Linked DNA regions of Gossypium arboreum: region 2 is linked to region 1. A link is a contact called in public Hi-C data. All regions are on one chromosome and are shown on one strand. The core of a region is the stretch at or near the end of the contact, and the rest is flanking DNA. Distances in the headings are between cores, read along the strand shown.

The links. A called contact is a pair of places that touch in the nucleus more often than the background predicts.
Region 2: a contact with region 1 is called in a Hi-C map of leaf, with 3 times the contacts expected there. The contact joins the promoter of LOC108489579 here to the enhancer-like site in region 1. A contact is called at or near these places in 2 of 5 Hi-C or Micro-C datasets (both in leaf).

The regions. Positions count from the first base shown.
Region 1 is chr10:107,725,604-107,732,835 of ASM2569848v2, reverse strand. It overlaps LOC108487029 (phospholipase D zeta 1-like), which reads right to left. Exons shown (of 20, transcript XM_017791231.2): 17 at 6,883-7,014; 18 at 6,667-6,732; 19 at 6,398-6,459; 20 at 5,918-6,305. The coding sequence ends at 6,056. It also overlaps the pseudogene LOC108488676. Among protein-coding and RNA genes, the nearest start is that of LOC108487029, 11 kb to the right of the region's middle. Within about 2 kb of position 3,220, at least 2 of the 2 cell types and tissues checked have an H3K27ac peak or open chromatin away from gene starts, as enhancers often do. A contact at or near this core is called in leaf, where this site is marked.
Region 2 is chr10:107,807,290-107,814,017 of ASM2569848v2, reverse strand. It overlaps LOC108489579 (topless-related protein 2), which reads right to left and starts at 4,685. Exons shown (of 25, transcript XM_017794226.2): 1 at 4,121-4,685; 2 at 3,844-4,023; 3 at 3,612-3,725; 4 at 3,371-3,529; 5 at 3,115-3,286; 6 at 2,884-3,010; 7 at 2,398-2,513; 8 at 2,171-2,306; 9 at 1,937-2,046; 10 at 1,463-1,532; 11 at 1,315-1,388; 12 at 1,134-1,229; 13 at 955-1,047; 14 at 297-424; 1 more. The coding sequence starts at 4,200.

The sequences.
Region 1 (7,232 bases), core at 1,971-4,470:
CAAATAAAAATAATTTTTATATTGTTAAAATAAATTTATTTTTCTTATAAAATTTTCAGTTAAATCATTATTACTTAAAATCGAAAACCATTAAATTTGGTTGTAATTTTAAAGTAAATGAATCATATAAAATTGTCAATCATGGTTCATAAATAGAGGTATGTATCCAATCCAACCAAATAGAATGTAGTGAAAAAATTTAGAGTTAGTTGAGTTGATAAGTCTTATTTTATGAATCAAATTCACGTTGAGTGAAATGAAATTTGAGTCAATCAGATAAATTTGTTTGAGTTAAATTAAAAGAATTTAATCAAGTCAATTAAAATCCTTGACAATCTAACTAAGTTTCAAGTTAAAAGTACATAAATTTTAAAATATATACATTAGAAATTTTCTTAAAAGGAAAAAAAAACACTTTAGAACTTTTTTTATATTTTTAAATATTATATTTTTTCTATTTTTAAAGTATTTTGATTTTATTTTTGGAAAATTTATCAAAGCTTTGGCAAAATTTTATTTTTAATTTTCTGAATTTTATTATTTTTAAATTTTATAATTCTATGAAATATTTTTGAAATTTTTATTATTTTATTATAATTTTTATGCTTTGTTTTGGATTTTAAGAATTTTTAATATTATATAATTTATTAATTATGAATAGTAGAATTTTAAGAAATTAAAGAGATTAATTTATTTATTTTTAAAATTGACAAGAATCCAATGAATATTTACATCGAAATAAAAATGCCTAAACTTCAAAATCAATGTACTAAAATTAAATTTGAATTGTTAAAATTTAATTTAATTTGAACTTAAAAACTTAAATTATTTATTGAAATTCAACAACTCAATCAACTCAAATTAAAAATTTAAAATTTTATTATTATGTTAAGAGAACAACAAATAACTTTTTATGGTTAAATTCCAAGAATAGTTTATGTACCTACTGATTTGTGGATTTAGTTCTTCTACTTTTATTTAGTCAAAATTAGTCTATCTACTTTTCGATTTGCTTCATTTACTTTTTCCGTTAACTTTATTAAAAATTAGGTACAACTATAAATTTAGCCTCTCAACTTTTACAACTTTTATCAATTTGGCTCCTTTTTTTTATTGTTGCTTTAATTATTTAAAATCTATAAATAATTATATTAAAATATAAATTTTCTCATATGTGCCAACAAATTAAATATAAAAAAAACCAAAACTTATTATTAATCATTACTATCAATAATTTAACTTGTAATTCTCATTTAGTTACAATAAGTACAGTATATATTAGGTAATTTACATTATAAATCAGAAAATTTAACCTCAACTTTCAAATAAATCACAAACTTTTGATTTAATCAAATTACATAATTTAATTTTAATTATTAACAACTTAAGTCACTTACAATAACACTGCTACATTATTTTAACGAAATATCTCAATCCACATTTTACTTTGCGTGCTTTTAACATGTGAATTGGAATTCTAAATAATTTTTGTAAGTTTATTTTTTAAAGTTTGATTAGGTGACAAGATAGAGCTATAGTTTTCTTTTTATCTTTTTCTTCTTCGTGCTGATGGCAATATTGGGATATTGAGAAAAAAAAAGTATTTTCGATTTTTCACAAAAATCTAAGAATAACCTCCAATGAAAATGGCACTTCATGGATTTCAATACCCTTGCACCAAAAAAGGTTGTGGGCTTGTGGAAAATCGAAAGACACCATGCACAAAAAAAGGACATGAAGACTTTCTTTCTTTTCTTTTATTTGGGTTTTGATTTTTTAGAAGGTTTTGTTTGTTAGTTTCAATTATTAGGGGAAGCTGTGAGAGTTTAAGGAAAATGAAAGAAGAAAGTGGGAAGAGCTGAAAGAGAGGGATTTTTTTCTAAGTTTCTTATTAGTTTTCTAATTGCGTAAAAATAAACTTATAATTAATTAAATAATAATTTATAATATAGTGGTGATTAATATTAAATTTAAGTGTTTTGACACATTTAGAATATTTTATAAAAAATTTAATTAGTCTACATTTTTAAATATAATTTTAATAAGAAAAAATGTTGGGGTTAAATTGACAAAAAATTAAAAGTTAAAGAGCTAAATTTTTATTGTACCTAATTTTTAATAGGAAAAAGGTTAATAGATGGAATGAAAATGAGCAAATCGAAAAGTAAAGAGACCAATTTTGAGCAAATAAAAGTAGAGGGACTAAACCATATAAATCAATAAGTACAGGGACTATACTTAGAATTTAACCCTTTTTTATTTTATCATTCCTATTCACACTCGCGAGATGTTGGCTTTGGGTACAAATTTCCTCGGTAAGCTTTTCCTTTTTTTCCCTCGCATGTGGGGAGCTGATTTAGTCACATGAGAGGTTTATATCCCACATCGATCAACTCTTGAGCATAAGGAGTAAAGTTAGGTTTATAAATAAGGACGAGCTCCTCCTCAAGAATCTAACCCGTCCTGTCAGGGTGGAGGATGACTCGTCAATGATCGTATAGAGACGGCGGGTCGTGCCAACACCTAGTACATCGAACACTCTTATTTAAGGCGAGTGGATTCCACCCTACTTAGGTGGAATTTACCCGTCAATTTTTGGAAGCCAAGCCCTTGTGGCTAGGCTCTCAGCAACTCCTTTAAAGTTTTCTCCATAGAAACGTCGTTCTCTTTGGAAGTTATCTTGGGCAAATACCATTCGGAATTTTAGCCGTCAAATACCAATACGCTGCTTGTATATCAAATTTTAAATCGTTGGTCAAATTGGTTTTATGTAATCTGGTTCAACTCGCGAATCAATCAATTGATGTCTCTCTCTACTGTCAAATCTGTAATGGTTTGCTTGGAAAGAAAATGGAACTTTTAGGGATTCTTTATTCTGTTTAGCTGTAGTATGCTTCAGTTTTTTCATTTTTTTCTATGGCATTTTATGTGTTGAAGTATCTGAAGGGTTCTACAGAATTCCATTCTATCACATATTCAGCAGTACTGAAATGGGTCTATTGAATCACCAAAAACAGATGGCCAATATCAAGAAGCAAAGCAAAACCTAGCAGTTAAGCAAGCTTCTATTTGGAGGCCTTGAAGGGGTTGACCTCTTGAAACAGCTTGGGGTGAAAGAAGAGGCAAATGGCTGAAATATCATCCATTGCTATCCCTCTTTTCTTAGATCTCCATGCTCTCATCGCACATTGGACCAACCTTTTCGCTGACTTCTCCCTATCATCTGTGGAACAAACAATCTCCACTGCTTCTTCATTGGATATAACATCCCACACCTAATAATCACCACCACAACATCAAATTAATCTAATCACAGCAACAAAGGCATAAACCAAAAGGGATTTATTTTACCCCATCTGTTGCTAAAATGACAAACTGGTCTTTGTTTGTGATATTCCACTGAAATTAGCCCAAACTCTCACACAGTGGTCACCAATGGCTCTTGAAACAGCTAGCCCTGGGGCGTCCCCTTTTGGCATCCACACCCTGTAAACCCCTGGTTCATCTCTTAAACAGCTCACTCCCCCTTGTGACTGTCTTATTCTTTCAGCTTCCTCTGTTACATTCATCATTATTAATCAATAAACTACCCATAATTTACATATAGGGAGAAATATGCATAGAGTTCTAGCCGGGAATGTTAGGCTTGAAATCAATAGTGAGCTGAAATGGGATCAAAATGCCATCATCTGATATGGTTGCTAACACTGCCCTTGAATCACCAACATTTGCTATAACAAGATGTTCACCCTAATCATCAACACATCAATAAAAATTTCTACTCGAACCTTCGGAAAATCGTAAATGAAGCCGGAAATTTAACATCTACCTGTTTAATGATTGTCAAAGCTGTTGTTCCACTGTGGAATGAATCAATCCCAGGGTGGTGTTTAAGCTCTTCATCAATGTCAGCATATGTTTTCAAGCAAGATTGTTTCCAAATATCAAACTGATGATTACGAGTACTTCGGTTCGGTTCAGTGTTGAGCTCTTGGCCAAGTGAGGTTAAGGCAAGGGCCTTTTGCCAGTTGCAAAGCAAAGAAGGAGGTACTGATTGTTTGACCCTTTTAGCTATAATATGACCCCATGGACCATGACCATCAAAAATACCACAGAAAATCATGTCCTCTTGGCATCCAAATTCCTAAATCAAGAATCAAAAAACAACTAAGTATGAACATTGAATATCAATGGTGAAAATAACTGAAATCGTAAAATAACGATCATAACATCGCATGGAATGAGTTTTAAAATACCTCCCAGACTATTGTACAATCTTGGTTGATTCCCTTTTGTCCTCTCTTGGAACAGATTGAGGCAAAATTGTTTGATTTGTTGGACTTAAAAGTAGCAGAGGAACTCAACATCAAATCGTTCTTCTTGGCATCCTTGGCCAAGGTTTCGGCCACTTCTCGTCCGATATCATCCTCCGTACTACTATTATTCTTCCCTTTCTTCATTGAAACCGTCCTCGCCAATCCATCGAGAAACGACGGGAAAAACATCATCTCTTCTTCTATATACTTAGAAGAAAAGAAAATGATCAAACTAAGTGTATATATATATGTTATATTGGATCAATAAATCTGTCAGCTATATGATTGAAATCTCACAGTTCCTTTGTAACACCAATGTCGATGGCCAGAATCTCGAGTCACTTTGTCGGAACTTGACTGATGATCCTTGGGGATGATATCAAGCAGTGAAGTTGCTTATATTCCATTTTTATTATTGTGTCAAACTATTGCAACTCTTATTGATACGTACGTAATGTAAATTTTGATAGGGTAGGCTCCAAAAAGGACAAAAGTGCCATTGTTTTGGTTGCTAAATAATGCACAGGAAATGGGTAGCTTGGACATTTCAGAAGCAATTTAGCATAAAGATTAAAGAATACTGTTACTGTTTTTCCGAGGGTTAGAAGCATAGATTATTCAAATATTGAATTAAGATTGATCTTAATTGAAGACTTAAATATAAATCTTTATAATAAATGCTAAATGCGAATTTATAATTATTAATAAAATCGATTTCACCCCACCATTTTGTTTAATAAATAATATCTTTTCTTATCTCAAATTAAAATATCTATAAATATTTTACAACTAAAAAGAAAAGATATGTTGTTTAATGGAAATGGCTGAGATAAGAATGGCACTATCAAAAGGAGCAGTTAGGGATATAGAACTTTGAATACGAAAGGTTGGTTAAAGGAAAAAAAAAATCAACTAAACAATGATGTGTATTAAGCCACTAACTATGAAAAAAATATTTGCATTTAAAGAAATGTATGTTTTTTGGCCACAACAAAGCCACCAAACATATGGCTGCCGTGGAAATGTTGGGAGCATAGAGCAAGACGCTTGATTGTAACCCTATAACCAATTTACTGCTAACCAAAAGAAAAATTATACAGAAGGTGGATAGATAGAGTGGTCCATTTTTTTATGGTTTTTAAAAATTGCATTCAACTTGACATTAACCTTTATTAGGATGGATAAAGTGAAGGCCCTTTCCCAAGTCTAATTTTAACAATTTTGGAGTAAAACATTTGAAATTTTAATCCTTCAAAAATAAATCAATCATTAGAGAAAGTGAAGCCACTTATTGGCTTTTTAATTTTTTTTTTTATGGATTATTGAAATTTTACTTTTGTAAATGGATAAACTTGTAAATATTCAAAGTTGAACCCACCCCGAACAGCTTTATCCAAAAAAAAAACATGGTTTAGTTTGATTTCCTCAAATCTTAATGTGAAAGAAAAATAGGAAGGATTTGTTTCTATTTTGAGATTAAAATAAAAAAGTAAATAACAAACTAGTCTCATATCCGGCTCAACTTGAAAATTTACAACAATCCATGAACAGGTATGTAGAGGAAAGCTTTGGTTCAATTAGGTATTGTTTGGTATTAAGACTTTTTACACAAAGAATGATTGAGATGCATATTTCGTTAAGGAGGTTTTACAAATGTATAATCAGTCTCTCTTTTTTGTCTGTCTTCTGTATAATATGAAAAAAAGAATTTCAGGCTTTTTGTATAACCTCTCCCTCACTCAATGAAAAACTTGGGGAGATGCATAATATTCACTCTCATTAAATACAGGTCGTAAATCTTCTTTGGACATGAAATCCAAGGGGAACGAAACAAGATGTCCTCTTACCGATTTTAATCTTTCCATGGGGTCTACTTCTCTAACCTCTCCGTTGTGATATGATTCTAATTTTGTAGGGGCTATTCCTAAATCGATTGTAGTGTGACCGAGTCTTTCTTTCCAATATGCAATGCTTTGTCGGAGAGCAAGCCTGCATTTTATGGTACATGTCACTCATGTCGTTATTAGGATTAGCCGAAAACAAAAAGAATTAAGGTTCGTAAGAAAGAGATGTAGTCATACCGGGAATGTATGAGATCACTCGGGACACAGGAGAACACATCCTGGTAGATTGTCGTATTCATCTGTGACATAAATGATTCCTTGTTTGTTATTCGGAGTTTGTAATCCATATTAAAACAATGTGAGCCATCTAGTCTCATTAGGCTGGCTAACCCTACTTAACTGGCTGATTTTCATAAACATCAGAAATTCTTTGATTTCTTTTAATTGGAACATTTAAGAATATAAAATGAAAAAGTATTGAAAATTAATGGAATTCCGGCTCTTACCTTTGCAGTCCCAACCCATATATCTTTGTAACTCGAATCGATCATGGGGTCGATTATTTGATTTATCTGAGGAACATGAAAAAGGAAAGGACAAACGTGTTGATCAGCTGAATGATACAAGATACTATAAAATCTATATGACTGATCCCCGAGACCAATTCAATGAGCATAATCTTGAATGTAAAATAATGAAACATTGAACGATGGCTCACAAACCTCTCCTCGGTGAAGACCAAGATGTTCGGACCACAATGAAAGGCGAAGGCTCAAAGCAAATTTTCCAGCCTTCCAAGGATTTCCTCCCATCCATGAATCAACAAATTCTTTGTCTTCGATAAGCACGCCAATCTGAAACATTAGTCGTGACATTAATCTTGTTGAAGAAGTGATACAGATATGTTATATCCCAGTTGGGGACAAATAAATGCAGAAGTGTTCCATTTCCCATAAACCATCACTCTTTTATTAAATATAAAAAGACATACCGCAACTTCATGTTTTAGATCTTACGTAACTCTATTACTGATCCCCTTTAAATATGTTAATACCAAATTTCAAGTGAACTG
Region 2 (6,728 bases), core at 3,436-5,935, 80 kb before region 1:
TTAATTTGGTTATCATCACCAACAGCCAAAAAGCGATTCTTAGTTGTGTCAAACTGTACTACACCAGGAGAGTTCTTTTTAAAACCAGAAAATGCCCTCCTTATTTTTCCTTCACTTTCATTCCATTCAACCAAAAATGAATCCCCATCCTTACTTGTCCCGCAAGAGAATAATCTGAATTAGAGAGGGGACTGTTAATTAGTTGCTTCTCTTACATGGCTAAGGAGATATGTAGGATCACTTTAAGAAAGAAAGACCAACCATTGCAGATAATATTTTGATTTTTATCTACATACCTACTACCATCAGCACTATAGAGCATTCTGGTACACCATTGTCCAGGAGCATCATAGTCAACTCTTGAACCCATATTGTCATACAGCCAAGCCTTAATTTTTCCATCAATAGCAGTTGAAAATATAAACTGCAAGAATATGATAGAAGTTCATGCAATAGCTTAATGCACAAACAATTCTACAATTGAAGAGCATATTTATCAAGTTTGGAACTGTTGAAGCCTGGTTAATAAAATGTGAAACAGATCAAATACAAGACAAATTAGACAGATGCAAATAATTTTCTAAGACCTATAGAAGGGATATGATAAAAGATGCATTGGCACCACGGCATTCTAATATTGTGTAGAGTTGAAGTTCCAGCATCCAAAGTAACAAGAATAGTACAATTTATCATTTATTGTACAATTGTACACATTACTGTTATGTATGGCACAGATTTAGTAGTTGTACATATTTCTGAAACAAAAAGTTGTCTTATTTTCTTCTCAGAGATTAAAGTACACTCTGATTTCTCATGGTTACTTGAGAAACGGGTAATAGCCAATTGCTGCACATACTAATTACTTCTATATCTAAATATCAGCTTATCCACAATAAAGTACTTTCCCTTAAAGCATAAATTATCTTCCGGACTTCATTAAAGGAAATATCCTACCTGAATATTTTCCTTCTGGTGAGGACAAACAGAATAAACAGGTGACTCGTGGCCTTCAAAACTAAAAAGCTTGTTTCCAGCCAAATCCCACACCTACAACAGATGCTACTGAAACTGAGAACATATGAAGTTCAAAGAGAAAGCAAAAAAGAGCAGTCTATTTTATTTACTTTCCTCACCTTTATCAGCTTATCATCTCCACAAGTAACAACACAGAGTTTTTTGTTTGGATGAGAGAAAGCTATATCGTTTACACCACCCACATGGGCATCAATCTATCAGAAATCAGATAGATATCAGTTTGCTGTTACGAGTAATGCCTCCTTAAGCAAAGAATAAGAAAATGAATTAGAAACATGCCTCTAGGTGTGGACGAAGTTCATTGGACCCTTGATATGCATGCAAATGAACAAGATGTTTTGTAAATGCAATTCCTGCAACAAGAAATTTTCAATAAAGAAGCCCAAAACTGGACTCATTAAAGGAAAATCACTCTTACAGCACATACCAATCAAATTTCCATCTGGGGTCCAAGCTACACGGTTTACAGATATGGATGAATCTTTAACAATACTAGCCTGCAAGAGATATCCATTATAATCCTAACAGATGTATATTACCAAAATTCCAGCATTCAAGAAGTTGCAAGCAAAAGTATAAACCTCATCCTATTTCAATAACATTTTAAGAAGATGGGAAGGGGTGAGACAATTAAAAAAAATGCAACTCAGTTGATTGAATCGGGAGGACATGGTTCTTACTCCAATGTATAGTTTTGAAGAAGAGAGAAGTAATTTAAAATGGAGATGGGCCAATTCTCCCGTAACAGAAACAATTTGAGTGCCTAAACTGTGAAGTAACAAGCATTTTTAGACATAGGTGACCAGCTGGCCAAATAGTCAGATATTTTTATCTCGGTCAAATTAATTCTACTACTGTCAGTAATAACATGATTTTCTTGGGTCAAAGATGCAAGATCAACCTGAAGTAAAACTGAACAAGAAGCCATATCCCGTATCTTGAATGGTTTTGTCAGCAACCTCTCTCGCTTGCTAACTTCCCATAAGGAAATTTCACCATTGCTACAACCAACTATTATGAAAGACGCATAAAGCAAAGTAAGAAAATACAATCCACTGCAACAAAACCAAAGGAATTAATTTTGATTTAAAATACTCCAGGCAAGATGGTTTTGTAAAGTTTTCAACAATTTTACCAGTAAGTAGCGTATGATGAAAAGGATGGAAATCCATGCTTGTCACATTGGATCCCTGGTGAATGGTACAAGCAACAGACTTGGGTAGGTCATCAAGTGACCATGAAGCATGTTGAGGAGGAGCAGGATATGTGACCTGGACTTATTAAGGATCCAATTAATTGATATCATAAGTTAGAGCATAGTAGTAACCTATGTGGGAAGCATCTTATCAACAACAGATTTACCTCGTCAATAGATTGCGCAGACCGCAACCGTTTCATTAAGTGCTCATGATCAGTGCTCCCATACTCAACCATTCCAGGTGTATTTGATGGTGTTCTCGGATGTTTCAGAACTGAAACTGCGGTAAAATTCAAAATCAGATCAGGTAAGGAACTAATTATACAAGACCAAGATTTAAGACTAAACAGAATGACCCTCTTTAAATCAAACTTAAATCAATTTGAAGGAGTATACGACCAAAGCCCTGGAGTCTCTCAACTCCCTTTTCATCAAGATCATTCCCACAGTTTCACTAACAAGGAGACAAACGAAGAGGGCAGAAAGCACAAAGAATAGATATATGTCCCAGAAAAATTTACTCAAATGAATATAATATCTGAAGGAAATATATGAAAACTGAAAAGTATTGCTCCTTAAAGATGTTTATTCGACTACCATGATGAACCTGACAGCCAAAATGTCAACAACAATAAAAACATTAATGTTACCTTGATTTTGAGGAAAAGGCAAGGATGAAGCAGAAGCAGAAGCAACAGCGAGGGCAGATTGGACTGATGAGGAAGGATTGACATTTCCCATCCAGCCAGCTAAAGCAGTAGGATTAGGTGGAAAAGACTGCAATGCCATAACATGAGACAAAAAGCATTCTAAGTTCAGTACTAGATACATGCATCAGGAATATCCATGATTCAAGACTATAGTAAGCATTAGGATCATACATGTGCTCCTACTGGAGCATATGTTGAAGGCTTAGCAACTGCAGCAACTGGAAAAGTTACTGGAGTAGGTGCACGAGCTCCATTTGGGGGTGAACAACTGTGATCAGTGAACAAGGTTTTTATATCTGGATTAGGCTTAGGGTTCTTGCACAGCTGGTGTTGCCAGTTCAAACTGCAAATAAACAATCAGTCAGATTCAACATCATCCATACCATAAATACGACCAAATTTTCATGTAACGATGGGTAAAAATCACCTTTGATTAATTAGAGTTCGCAACCGTGATGCCTTCAAAGCAGGGAAAACAAGCTTTTCACGAAACAAGGGATTTGCTTCTATTAGTTTCTTAAGCTCAATCAGCATTATGCTCCGAGCCGATTTAGTATCACCATACTTTGATAACTGCTCATTTTCCCTACATTATATCACAAACAAAAAACTTAGGAAGTCTTAAACTGCCTATAATTTTATATCCAATACCAACCTTCAATCATTACCTAAAGTTCCCCAGTGTTAAAAGGTGGGTAATTTCCTTAAAAAGTTCTTCATTAAATGTGGAAAAAACCTTCAAATCCTTCACTAAAATCTCAACAGCTTTAGCTCTATCATTACTGAAACACAACAAAAAAAATGTCAAAACAATATATTATTATACGTAATTACAACAAACCCAATCTCATTGGCATTAACTAAGCAAAAAAAAAAAAAAAAAAGGGAAACAGAGATTACCGGTCCAAAGCTTCTAGATACTTCTGCTTTCTGATCTCAAAAAAAATCTTCATTGAATACCGGTTATCGTCGACTTTAGTGAACCCAGATAGGTATTTCTCAACTTCGTCCCATTCTCCGGCGAGAATTTTCTCTTCGAAGTATTTCATGTTGAAGAAGAACCCTGACTCTTGCTCTAATCTGTGAGCTCCACCACAAAAAACGACACAAAATCCAATTAAAAACGACAATACCAAACATATATACATATATATGAAAAATGAATTTAAGAGTTTACCTGTGAACGGTCTCTTTAAATTTTTCTTCTTCAAGGAACTGGAGAATCAAAAACACTAATTCTCTGCTGAGAGAAGACATTTCTTCCCAATTACTTTGAACAAAAAAAAAAACTTAATCAATCGAGAAATTGAGAATTTAAATTAGGGGCTAAGCTTTTTGATTTTGACCAAAAGAAATATAAACAGAGCAAAAGCGAGAGAAATGAAGTCTGAGGATGAGTGAAAGGTAAATTGAAGAAGATGAAGAAAGGTGGTTGAAACGACGGCGTCTCTTGTAAGTTAGCGGCTGGTGGTGGTGTTTAAGGTGAGGAATCGGTCGTACTTTTGACAGATTTCTAGGGTTAGCGGTTCCAATTTCATGCTTAGCGTTCAACGAAAACAGTAAAAGAAAAAAAGCTGCCAAACCAATAAGAAAAAGAAATTGAAAAAGCGAAAAAGATAACGAAGAGAGAGAAGTTGAGTTCTTTTAACTTTTTTCGATGCATTTTTTGCAGGGTATCTGCGATACACAACAACTATCACTTGATAAGTAATTCAACTTATCACTGGATTTGATAAGTTGCCATACTTATGACTATCCTGAAACGATTACGTGGGGTTAAACTGATTTTTAGCTATTGCTGTCTGCAAACGGGAGTTTGTAGAACTGGGTTACGTGATTACGTGGATGAAACTTAATGGTTTGTTGGAAAAGTTATTGAGTGGGTTGTGATGTAGAAGATGATAACTTTTGGATTTGCGTGGTTTCTAACGGAACTGAAAATGGGAAATTAAGTGGATTAAATAAAAGATACTAAAGTCCACCACATCCATCTGCCGTTCCACTGTCGGTTAAAGACACACGTGTCACACTTTGACACTGCAATCTGCTCGACAACTTAAATTGTGTCAGGTTCTATTTTTTTATTTATCTCCTCAGAAATTCTAGAATCGGAAGCTTCCAATAAATTAAACTAGGAAATTAAGACTTAAATATACCCCTTGATGTCATAAGTTAATCGTGGTAAATTTGAAAACTTATTAAAATATTTTGTATAAAATTAATAAAATTTTAATTTATGATACAATAAAATTTAAATATTTATTTTAATTTATTTGATTACTTCTAATACTATTCTTTTCCTTTTCTTTATTATATATATATTCATATGGTAATGTACTAAATTATAATATATAGGGAAAAAATAATTTATGGTGTTTTAGGATAAATAGTTGAATTTGTTAAAATAGTACATGAGAAATGAACATAATTGTTGAAAATAATTGATAATATTTTTTATTTAAGTTTATTTGTCTAGTAAAATACTTAGGTAGTGCTATTAATTTTTATTTTTTATTTTAAAAGAGTTGGTCGCCATTATTTATAACATCAATTCAATTAAAGAGTTTTATATATTGTGTCAACCCTTGTTTAGAGCAGTGGTTGGAATTTCCATCAATAACTTAGATGATATGAGTTTTAGCCTTGACATCCTCTCTCCAATATTGTATTGATAAAAATAAACTATATCTATATTATATTACCAAAAGAAACTATACTTATATTACAATAAACTATATATATTAGAGTATGTCACACTTATAATGAGAGTGTAAAATTATATAAAATGTTGATTAAAATTTATGTAATAATAAAAAAGTTTAAAATGACAAAGTTGAATATTCATAATAAAGGTATCTTAGGTTCAAATATCTTTAATCATAATAATATCTTTAAAAATAGTTCTCATAATAATATAACTTACTTTGTACAATTAATCATTTTAATCATTTTCAATTAAATTAGTGTACAATTAATTTATAATACTAATTTAATTAGAAATTTAAATAATATAAATATATCTTTAACTTGAGAAAAGAAAATCAAGTCCAACGAAACCTTAAACACTTGATATCAAGCACGTCATCAAGATTGTGAAAAATAAAATAAAATAAAGAACACACAAATTTTACGTGGAAACCCTTTCGGGAAAAATCCACGGACAAAGGAGAAGAAAATTCACTATGTCGAAAAATTTGAATTCAAATACAAGAGGAATAGACTATGTCTATTTATAGGCTTGTAAAGCCATATTCTAGTAGGATTGAAACACTTTATCCTAATCAATATAAAATAGATGGAGTTTAATAAGGTTTAAAAAACCTTATTCTAAAATAAAATAAAAGAAGTCTAGTTCTATATGGATTTTACTTTTATTTTATTTTCCATCGTATTTTATTTAAATTAGAATTCAGGTCACTTAATTCTAACAATCTCCACCTTGACACAAATTCTCAATGAACAAGTTCTTCATTGCGAACTTTTAATGAACAAGTTCTCTACCTCTTCCATAAAACCCCTTAAGGGTTTAACTTCAACAATGAACACCAACCAAGTCTAAGCAATGCTCAAACTTGGTTATAGGAAGTGACTTAGTCATCATATCTGCAGGATTTTCATGAGTACTAATTTTGCTCACAACAATATCACCACGAGCAATAATATCACGAACAAAATGATACCGAACATCAATATGTTTTGCTCTCTCATGAAACATTTGATCTTTTGTAAGGAAGATGGCACTCTGACTGTCACAAAATATTGAACTGATTTGAAGGTCTTCATTG